2 separate regions of the Sus scrofa genome follow, and region 1 is linked to region 2. A link is a contact called in public HiChIP or PLAC-seq data. All regions are on one chromosome and are shown on one strand. Each heading gives the region's core, a stretch centred on a gene start, on an enhancer-like site or on the middle of the called end of the contact. The rest is flanking DNA. Distances are from core to core; before and after follow the strand shown.

The links. HiChIP or PLAC-seq counts read pairs in DNA pulled down with a chosen protein or histone mark.
Region 1: a contact with region 2 is called in an H3K27ac HiChIP or PLAC-seq map of alveolar macrophages. The contact joins the promoter of FANK1 here to the promoter of BCCIP in region 2. A contact is called at or near these places in 3 of 47 Hi-C or Micro-C datasets (heart right ventricle and liver) and 1 of 2 datasets of contacts at active chromatin or transcription factors (alveolar macrophages).

The regions. Positions count from the first base shown.
Region 1 is chr14:135,196,055-135,200,463 of Sscrofa11.1, reverse strand. FANK1 (fibronectin type 3 and ankyrin repeat domains protein 1) reads right to left here and starts at 3,044. Exons shown (of 14, transcript XM_021072604.1): 1 at 2,930-3,044. The coding sequence starts at 2,942. DHX32 (putative pre-mRNA-splicing factor ATP-dependent RNA helicase DHX32) reads left to right here and starts at 3,097. Exons shown (of 12, transcript XM_001926580.6): 1 at 3,097-3,421.
Region 2 is chr14:135,129,384-135,133,886 of Sscrofa11.1, reverse strand. BCCIP (BRCA2 and CDKN1A-interacting protein) reads right to left here and starts at 2,559. Exons shown (of 8, transcript XM_001926083.6): 1 at 2,439-2,559; 2 at 2,372-2,436. The coding sequence starts at 2,520. It overlaps UROS (uroporphyrinogen III synthase), which reads left to right and starts at 2,818. Exons shown (of 10, transcript NM_001244365.1): 1 at 2,818-3,043. The coding sequence starts at 3,012.

The DNA.
Region 1 (4,409 bases), core at 1,795-4,294, 66 kb before region 2:
GCAAGAGAAACCGGCGACCTTTTCGGTGGAGCCGTACCCGTGCCACACTCGGCACTCCAGGAAACCGGAGGAGGAGAGCTGGCAAAATTTCAGTGGCTGCTTCATACCATCAAGGGGAGTAGCCCTCGAACAACCTCGTGAGCCTGGGGTCCAGTGCCATCCCGGAGAGCGTAGAACACAAAATGGGAAATGCGGCTTCACCTCCCCTGCTACAGCTCACACAGGTTCTCGGGTGTCACCAGAGCTCAAAAGGGAAGAGCCTTCTGGGGGGATTCTTCAGTGCTGCTAAACTGGCCCAGAGCAAAACCACCCATTTATCAGATTTGGGACGTTCCCTTCTACTCCTCATTGGCTAAGGTATTATTTATTTGTCATCATGGAGGAGGGTCGGGTTCCATCAAATGCTTGTTCTGCATTTAATGTGATTTATATTGATTTTTTTTCTCAACTGTTAAAGCAACATAGTATTAGTGAGAGGAACCCCACGTGGTTATGGCTTATGGCTTATTTTTAAAAATTTTAAATTCTGTGACCTACACCGCAGCTCATGGCAAGGCGGGATCCTCAACTCACTGAGCGAGGCCAGGGATCGAACCTGCATCCTCATGGATACCAGTCAGGTTCATTACCACTGAAACACATGGTGTTTATTACTGTGAAGAAATTGCCTAAGGTAAATGGTTACTGTTTGAATTGTCTAAACTTAAACTGGTAACAGCATTTGAGAGTATGGAGAGAAGAGTAAGCTTAGAGTTGTTCTCCAGGCATAGATTACTTAACAGATATTTTCCACTGCAAAATCCAGTGAGATGAACTATAAATGTATAATTTGTAGGCGGAGTAAATAAATTTCTCACAGTTAAACAAAGCTCTGGGATCTGATTCCTGTTCACTTTTCCAGCCTTGTCTCTTTTCTTTCTCTTCCCCACACCCCTGGCCTTCTTGGTTACAGCTTTAGCCATCTTCCTCCTCTGAGCCTCAACCCACACTGCGCTCAGGTCGCAGGGCCCATGCCCAAGGGATTACCTCTGCCCGGAATCCATTTCCCTCATTCTTTGCTGGCTCATTCCGCAGGCCTCTTATTGCTTCCTGCCGGAAGCCTCTTCCCATCTCTTCTTCCCCAATCTCAGACCCCAGGGAGGTTTCAGTCATTCTCGGGCAAGTCTCTGCTCAGTTTTCTAGGGATAACCAAAACAAACACTGTCCTACTCACTGTCCAACCCTCCACCCCAGGACAGTGTTTGCAACATAAGGATACCGCGAATGAGCCACCACAAACGAGCCAGCAAGCAGTGAGTCTGAGTGCTGAAGGGCCTGAAATTTATAGTTTACACATTTAAACAGAAATATAAATCTGCAGAAATAAAGTTGCTTTTTTTTTTCTTTTCTTTTCTGGCTGCTCCCATGGCGTGTGAAAGTTCCTGGGCCAGGGATTGAACCTATGGCACAGTAGCGACCCAAGCTGCTGCCAGATCCATCACTTGCTGTGCCACAACTCCTAAAGTTGCTTTTTTTAAAAAAAAATTACACTTTTATTTCTAGAGGATATACATATCCTGGCATCAGTTTGACATGATACAAATTTTAGTATTGTTGTAAGTTAAATTTCTCTCAATAGGTTAGAGAAAATGTAGATTCAAGAGAGCTACGAGTGCAAGTGACATGATACCATATAAAACCAACACAAACAACTGTGACTCTCAACTAGTAAGCCTTCTCCTCAGCAAGTGAATTAAAAGAAAGAAAAAAGCCTTTAAAGCCTTCTTGGAAACAAATGGCCTTTAATAATGTCAGCTTATCCTCCAGAGAATGGACTTGGTCTGAGTACTTCCATTTCTGAAGTTGTGCAAGAAAAGACAATTTGGTCTTGAGAGTCAAACTTCACCCTTCTTTATAAGGTTCAAGTCTCTAGTCTCCACATAAAACACTATTTATTTTATTTTATTTTTGTCTTTTTGCCTTTTCCAGGGCCGCTCCTGAGGCATATTGAGGTTCCCAGGCTAGGGGTCGAATCAGAGCTGTAGCTGCCAGCCTACACCACAGCCACAGCAACGCGGGATCTGAGCCGCGTCTGCAACCTGCACCACAGCTCATGGCAACGCCAGATCCTTCACCCACTGAGCAAGGCCAGGGATCGAACCCACAACCTCATGGTTCCTAGTCGGATTCGTTAACCACTGCACCACAACAGGAACTCCATAAAACACTATTCTTAATTTACGAGCAGAAGGAGCAATAAAACAGCTTGGGAAAGAAGGAAGGAGCACTATGTCCCTAGAAAGGTCTAAATAATAATATTATTTAAAAATACAATTATTTAAAGCTCATGTTAGATCTGATAACACCAGACTGCCCACCTTTTGTAAAACAATCTGTGAAAGAGAAAAAGAAATCGTCACTTTTTTTTTTTTGAGTGTTCAAGCCTACCTCGTAGAATCTCTAACAACGAATTAAACACTCTTGGAAGAAGCTCAAAAATTTTTTTCTCCAGATCTCCGACTACTGGGAGGAGGACAGAGATCTCTTCTGATAATTACAAGACCTAGCCTCGTTTCATGTTCAATTGCTGATATTTGAGAAGCAGAATGGCTATTTACAATTAATGAGCCAACTAACTACCAAACTAAAATAATAACAATAATGACAGTAACAGTAACGATAAAGGGATTTGTTTGGGGGGTTTAAGGAAGGAACACAGTGGGGGCGCTGCATCCTCCCGGCCATACTACCGAGCCCACCCGGCCCCCGGCGGACCCACTCTGCTGGGTTTAGCCCCCTTCTCTCCAAGAGACAAAAGTGCAAGGGGGAGACCGTATTTCCATGTCAAAAGCGTCAGAAGCCCGCGGAGCCGCACGCGGGGCACCCACACCCGTCCGGGGAGGCCCGCCCGCCCCGGCTCCGGCCCCGGCCCCGGCCGCGGCCGCCTTACTCTGGGGCTCCATGGTCAGCTGCTCCCAGGCCGCCACCGGCCGAGCCCCCGGCGCCGCCGCCGCCCCTCCTAACACCTCTCCTCCCGGGCCGGCGTCTCTCGGGTTGCCCTGACAACGCGGAGGGCGGGGGAGGAGGAGGAGGGAAGGACGGCGAGAGGGAGGGACCAAAAGCCGCGCGGCAACGCGGACGAGCGCGAGGGCCCGCGCGTCGCCGGGGCGCCGAGCGAGGGTGGCGGCCCGGTCGCCGGCTGCCGACTCTCTGCCCCAGAGGCCTGCTGGGCGGTCGCGCCCTCCCTGGTGGCCCTCGCGCCCCCGGCGGACCCGGTGCCCGCGCCTTCGGGGTGGGGGCCTGCAGGCCCTCCGTCGCGACCCGAGGCGCCCGTCGGTCCGCCGGTCCGTCGGTCCGTGCGTCCGGCGAGCTCGGCCTGCGCTGCGGGAAAGGGCGGCCGGGCCTGGGCCTCCGTCCCCGGACGCGGTTGCGGCCGCAGCAGGTAAAGGCCGGGCCGGCGGCGGGAGGGCGGAAGGGCGGCCGAGGCGCACCTGTTGCGGCCGCCTCGGGGCCCCTGCCGGGCCGTTGCCCCCGACGACCCCTCTGGCTCCTCCGAAACGCTCCCGGAGACGGCGGCCTCCTCACCGCACCTCGGAGCCGCGTCTCGGCGGGAGGAGCGAACCCGGGCACAGCCGCCCTCCGAGCCGGGGGCCCTGGCTCCGGGGGGCGTCGGCCCCGCCCTGGGGGGAGGGGTCACTCCTGCCGCTTTTAGGGCCGCGCGAAGCAGGTGAGAGCCTCCCCTGCACGCAGCAGCGGGCCAGCTGTGTCCCTTGAACCCTGAAACCCGGGAGAATTTCTTCGCCCCCCACGGCACTGTCGTCCTGAGTATCCCCTTTCAGGCAGTGGGCCTGGGTCGGCTCTTTCCGGTTGAGGTCGTGGGGGGGGGGGTGTTTCGGTCCTCCGAGGTCGTTGGGGTGTGTGTGTGTGTGTGTGTTTCGGTCCTCCCGGTTTTCGGTTGAGTTGTGGAATGAGCCCACACGTTCTGTACCAAAACTTTGTAGGGAAACCAGTGTAACCTTCTCCCACACCATAGGCTTTCCTGACATTGCTTTTTAAAACATTGTTGCAGGTGGTGCTTTAAGGAAGCTTGGAGGATCCCCAGGGCTTTTATCTGGTAGGTTGTAAAAATGCAAACCACGGGGAGGGGGCTATAGGTTAAGAAAAACAGCCATGAGGCGGAGAGGAAAATGGAGAAGAGAGAAGAAAAAGAATGAGACGGAAAACGCAGGGGGAAGGAAAATGGCCTGATGGATTTTGTGCTCATGTCGGGAGATTATGGCCCTTTTATCAGTTCCTCCCGCTGCTCTAGACAGTACTGGAGGGAAATGAAAAGATGAGGCCTTTTTGGGTCATGTAAGTGATTACTCATTCTTTGCCACTAGAGAGATTCCCACTCTGTAGATGACAAGGACACCAAGGAGAATTACTTT
Region 2 (4,503 bases), core at 1,310-3,809:
AGACAAAAAGAAGTTTACAACACATACATCTGTCCAGTGTTTCTGCGTCTTCTTCCCTCACAGACTGTGCGCGGCATGTGCTGTCTTCACTGAACTTACCGTGTTTCCTTGGCTGTAAAATGGGGATAATTCCTAACTTCCTAGGATTGATCTAAGCATTAAATGAGTTCATATGAAGCGTACAGAGCCTGGAAGATCATATATGATTATTATTGTTACTGTTACTATTACTGAATACTTATAAGTAGAATTATTGAATCAGAGAATTTATACATTTGAAATTTGGGGCATTTCCCGGTGGCCTAAAGGTTAAGGATGTGGCATGGTCAATGCTGTGGCGTGGGTCACTGCTGTGGTGCTGGTTCACTCCCTGGCCTAGGAAAGTCTGAATGCCAAGGGCACAGACAAAAAAAAAAAAAAAGAAATTTTAATTAAAATGTTGATACTGTCGGACTGCCTCCCAAAAGACTGCACCAATTTATAGTCCCACCAGCAGTGAACCTAAGCGCCTATTTTCTTTCACTAATGACGACTGCTACACAATTTCCAATCACTGGCAGTCTGACAGATTATCCATGTTAATGCAAGAAGCACTGATTTTATAACCCAAAGTTAGCAAAACAGACAGTTAAGTTCTAAATGAAAAACACTTTTCAAGGCAAAGGCCCAAAAAAGCTGATTTGTGGGGAAAGCTCTGTTGAGTGGAAAATTTATCATATACCGATTGCCAGTCTCAGCCCTAATCCTGCACCCATGCTAAACCCAACTCATGTTTATCTCTGACTTTACTCCCTCATCACTCGCTCTTGCTTATTCTGATTCTGCCACATTAGCTGTCCTGCCCGAGAACCATGAGGACTTTGGATTTGCTTATAAATGAGGTGGGAAGCCACTGGAGTGCTCAGAGCAGGAAAGTGAGAACAGACCTACCCTTTAAATAGATGTCTCTGCTGCAGGGGAACAAGAATGGAAACGAGGCATGTGCTAGTTAGTTACTAGAGAAGTCCAGATGGTGGACGTGTGGACTGTGACTGCTGCTGGACCACTGATGAGAAACGTCGGGACACGGAAGGTAAAGCTAAAATGAAGGGAGTCACCGATGTGGGACGAGGAAAGGAAAGGAATGAAAGCTTCAGGTTTTGGATTTGAGCAACTGCTGAACTTGGGGATTTATGTAAGTAGAGAGGTTAGAGGGTCCCCAGAGAAGGAGAACCAAGCATGACATGAGAGAAGCCATTTTGGCTTAAGCCATTTTGTGACAAAGCCAGGCCACAATGCCTGCCCTAACAGGTCTCAGTAACTCATGATCCTAGGGGAATAGAATGCAGGAAGAAAGAAAAGGCAGCCAGAGACTAGTGCAGGGATAAAGGAGAGTCCCAGTTCCTCCTCAAGGGATCTACACAGCAATACCTTTGAGCTCTGCAGGAACTAAGCCGCCTCCCCCCCACCCCCAGGATGGAAAGGTGAGGTTGACCCTCCAGACTTCAGCAAAGACGTGGACTTTCTTGACTTTTGCCCCGATTCTATGCATTATTCTCCTCTGTGCAAGCTCCTTCATGAATATGCATGTACCCTTAACTTAAAACTTTCCAATTTTGCAGTCCCAGAAGACACAGCTTTAAGGAAGATCCCCAAGTTCTCCTCATTTGATGCAAATACTAATAAATCCTTCCTTCTCCCCATTTTTGGCTTGGTTGTGTCTACTGGTCCCACACCTACCAAAAGGCGAACCTAGTTTTCTAACATTTACAGACATGGCAATGATTAAGAGCAGGGGCATAAGTTTCAAATTCTGCCTTGGACATGTGATGTCTGCAGTACTGTTAGACATCCTGTGGTCGTCAAGATCATTCAGTCCTAGTTATTCATTAAACAAATATCGGGGGGTCTATGGCAGCTCCCAGTTCTATGAGAATGGATCCCCAGGACTTGGCTTGAGGGGCAGAAATGACAGCTTAGGCAGCGCGTGGAGGAGCAGGAGACGTGCCTTCGAGAAACGGACCGAAGGCCGTGGTGAGGGAGGCAGGCACCGGGGAACCAGGCTGAGTGGCTGCGGGGAGGTCAGAGGGTGGGCCCGGGGCCCTGAGCGACCCCAGAGGATTCGGGATGTTAGTGTGAAACCAACGAAAGCCAGCGGGGAGGATGGTGTCGCGGCGGTAGGAGGGACCGCGCTGGCCGGAGCAGGACCCACACTGCGGCTAGAGCGTGGGGAAGAACGAAGCGAGAACTTTTTCCCACCCGCAGCCTCTGCTTAAGGACCCTCAGGTGCGGGGCAGCTGCTACTTGAAGCAGCGCAGACATTCACACGGCTTCGGCTGCCGAAAGGTTTTTTCCCAGATGTAAGCCAGACGGGGCCGCGTATGCGTCTCACCTCATTGATGATCTCGTCCTCTTCATCCTCGCCTTCGTCACTGTCTTCATCGTCTTCATCCTCCCCTCGACTTCATCCTCCTCCTCCTCCTCATCGCGCGGAGCAGGAGACCCATTGCCCACGGCGCGCCGCTTGGGCCTGGACGCCATGTTGCCGGCCTCCCTGCGCCTGCGCCCCTTCCGCGCGCCCGCCCTTCCGGACCCACCCACACAAGCCGAGGGGGTGGGAGATCACGAAGAACCTCGGCGCTGAGGCGGTGTCAATCCCCCTGCCCTGGTAGCTTGCACAGCCCTGAAACCTTAGAGTCAGGTCCAACTCAGGGCCCTGTCTTGGCCTTTTCGTCTTCCTTCCATCCAGCCTCACGCCTTTCCACGACTCCCTCTCCCTTTCCCGCAGTGGTTCGACCCATCTCCGCTCGGGCTCCCGGGCTTACGTGTTGGTGCGCATGCGCGAGCTTCAGCTGAGCGGTGCGCCGGCTCCGCGACCCCTGGAGCTGGCGCTGGCGCTGGTGCTGGGGGCCCGGCGTGGGCCGTCGCCATGGCAGCGGAAGCCACGTGGTGAAGGGGCCGACCCCCGGACTGGTCTGTCCGGCGGGCTCGCTGCCTGCGGGCGGGAACCCTGAGATTCTGCCCCCGACTGGATGCCTGCCGAGTGCTTCACTTGCCCGGCGAGGTAGGTGTCGCTGCGCACGGTACCAACGAGGACGGAGTCCCTGGGACACGCGGGGGCCCGCCTGCTGCGCTAGCCTGTGCGTGACAGGTCGGGCTGGAACCCCGAGGCCGCTGCTGGCCTGGGTGCTGGGTGCTGTCCAGGGACAGTAGTCGGCCCCGAATGGAAGGTCGCCTGATGCGCGCAGATGCCCCCAAGCCTGGCTCAAGCAAGGCCCTACGGGGATCCCCCCACACGTAGTCGTTGGCACAACCTTGGAATGAATCCCACCCTAATGCCTGTTGCCAGCCCACCCTCCTTAAGCGCATTTCTTGACCTGGAAGTTTTTTTAAAATTGGTGATCAACATTAAATGCTCAAGGGCCAGTGGGAATATCCACATTACAGATCTGAGCCTATAGTAAAGGAAGAGAGTGGATGGGGAGTCTGGCAAACGAGGGGGTGTGCTCCTGGCAGCTGATCCCTGGTGGTCAAGTGGAAATGCTGCCTAGTGTTGTCAGTTCTTACATTTCAAGAGAACCTGGAGTTCTGGATTTTTAGGGGGAAAAAAAGTAACTTGAATTGTAAAACTTGTGCCAAATAAAATTCATCTACAGGTCAGGTTTATACAGCAGCCTGTTGTAAAGAATTTTATTTGGGGAGTTCCTGTGGAAGCTCAGTGGTTAACGAATACGACTGGGAACCATGAGGCTGCGGGTTCGATCCCTGGCCTTGCTCAGTGGGTTAAGGATCCAGTATTGCTGTGAGCTGTGGTGTAGGTTGCAGACACGGCTCAGATCCTGCGTTGCTGTGGCTCAGGCGTAGGCTGGCAGCTACAGCTCTGATTGGACCCCTAGCCTGGGAACCTCCATATGCCGCCGGAGCAGCCCAAGAAATGGCAAAAAGACAAAAAAATATATATTTTTTTATTTGGAAAGAAAGTCACTCATTAGAGAAGTCATCCACTTTCTGGGAGTAAGCTCTATAGCTTTCCTTTTTTTCTCTCTGTCAGATGAGGAAAGTAGGTTGAATGAGTGTGATTCCAGATGGAGTGAGCTGTCCCTAAACTGAGATTGGACGTTGCTGGAGCCGTTTAAGCAGAAGCATGATCACTTCTCTCAGTGATACTTCAGCAGCAAGAAATGGAATCAGAATACCTTAAGGGTTCCCAGAGGCCCTGTGATTGTGTTCTAAGAGTTGTCTATGAGTTCCTGTCTACTAAGTCACAACATGAATTATAACGTGTAAACATTAGGGCTTCGCATATGATGGCGTGGCTTAAAATGGCCTCTCTGGGTCCCACAACTATGTAAAAATGTCTTTCAATCATGTACAAGACAGGAGGTTATAAAGACAGACCTATCAAAAGGCTAAGAGTAGAAAAAAAAAAAGACTCAGAAGGCACCGTGTCAACATATCACTAGAGTGGCACTGATACTTCACGGGTAATTTTTTCCATTTCTTTATATTTTTTTGGTGGTAAAA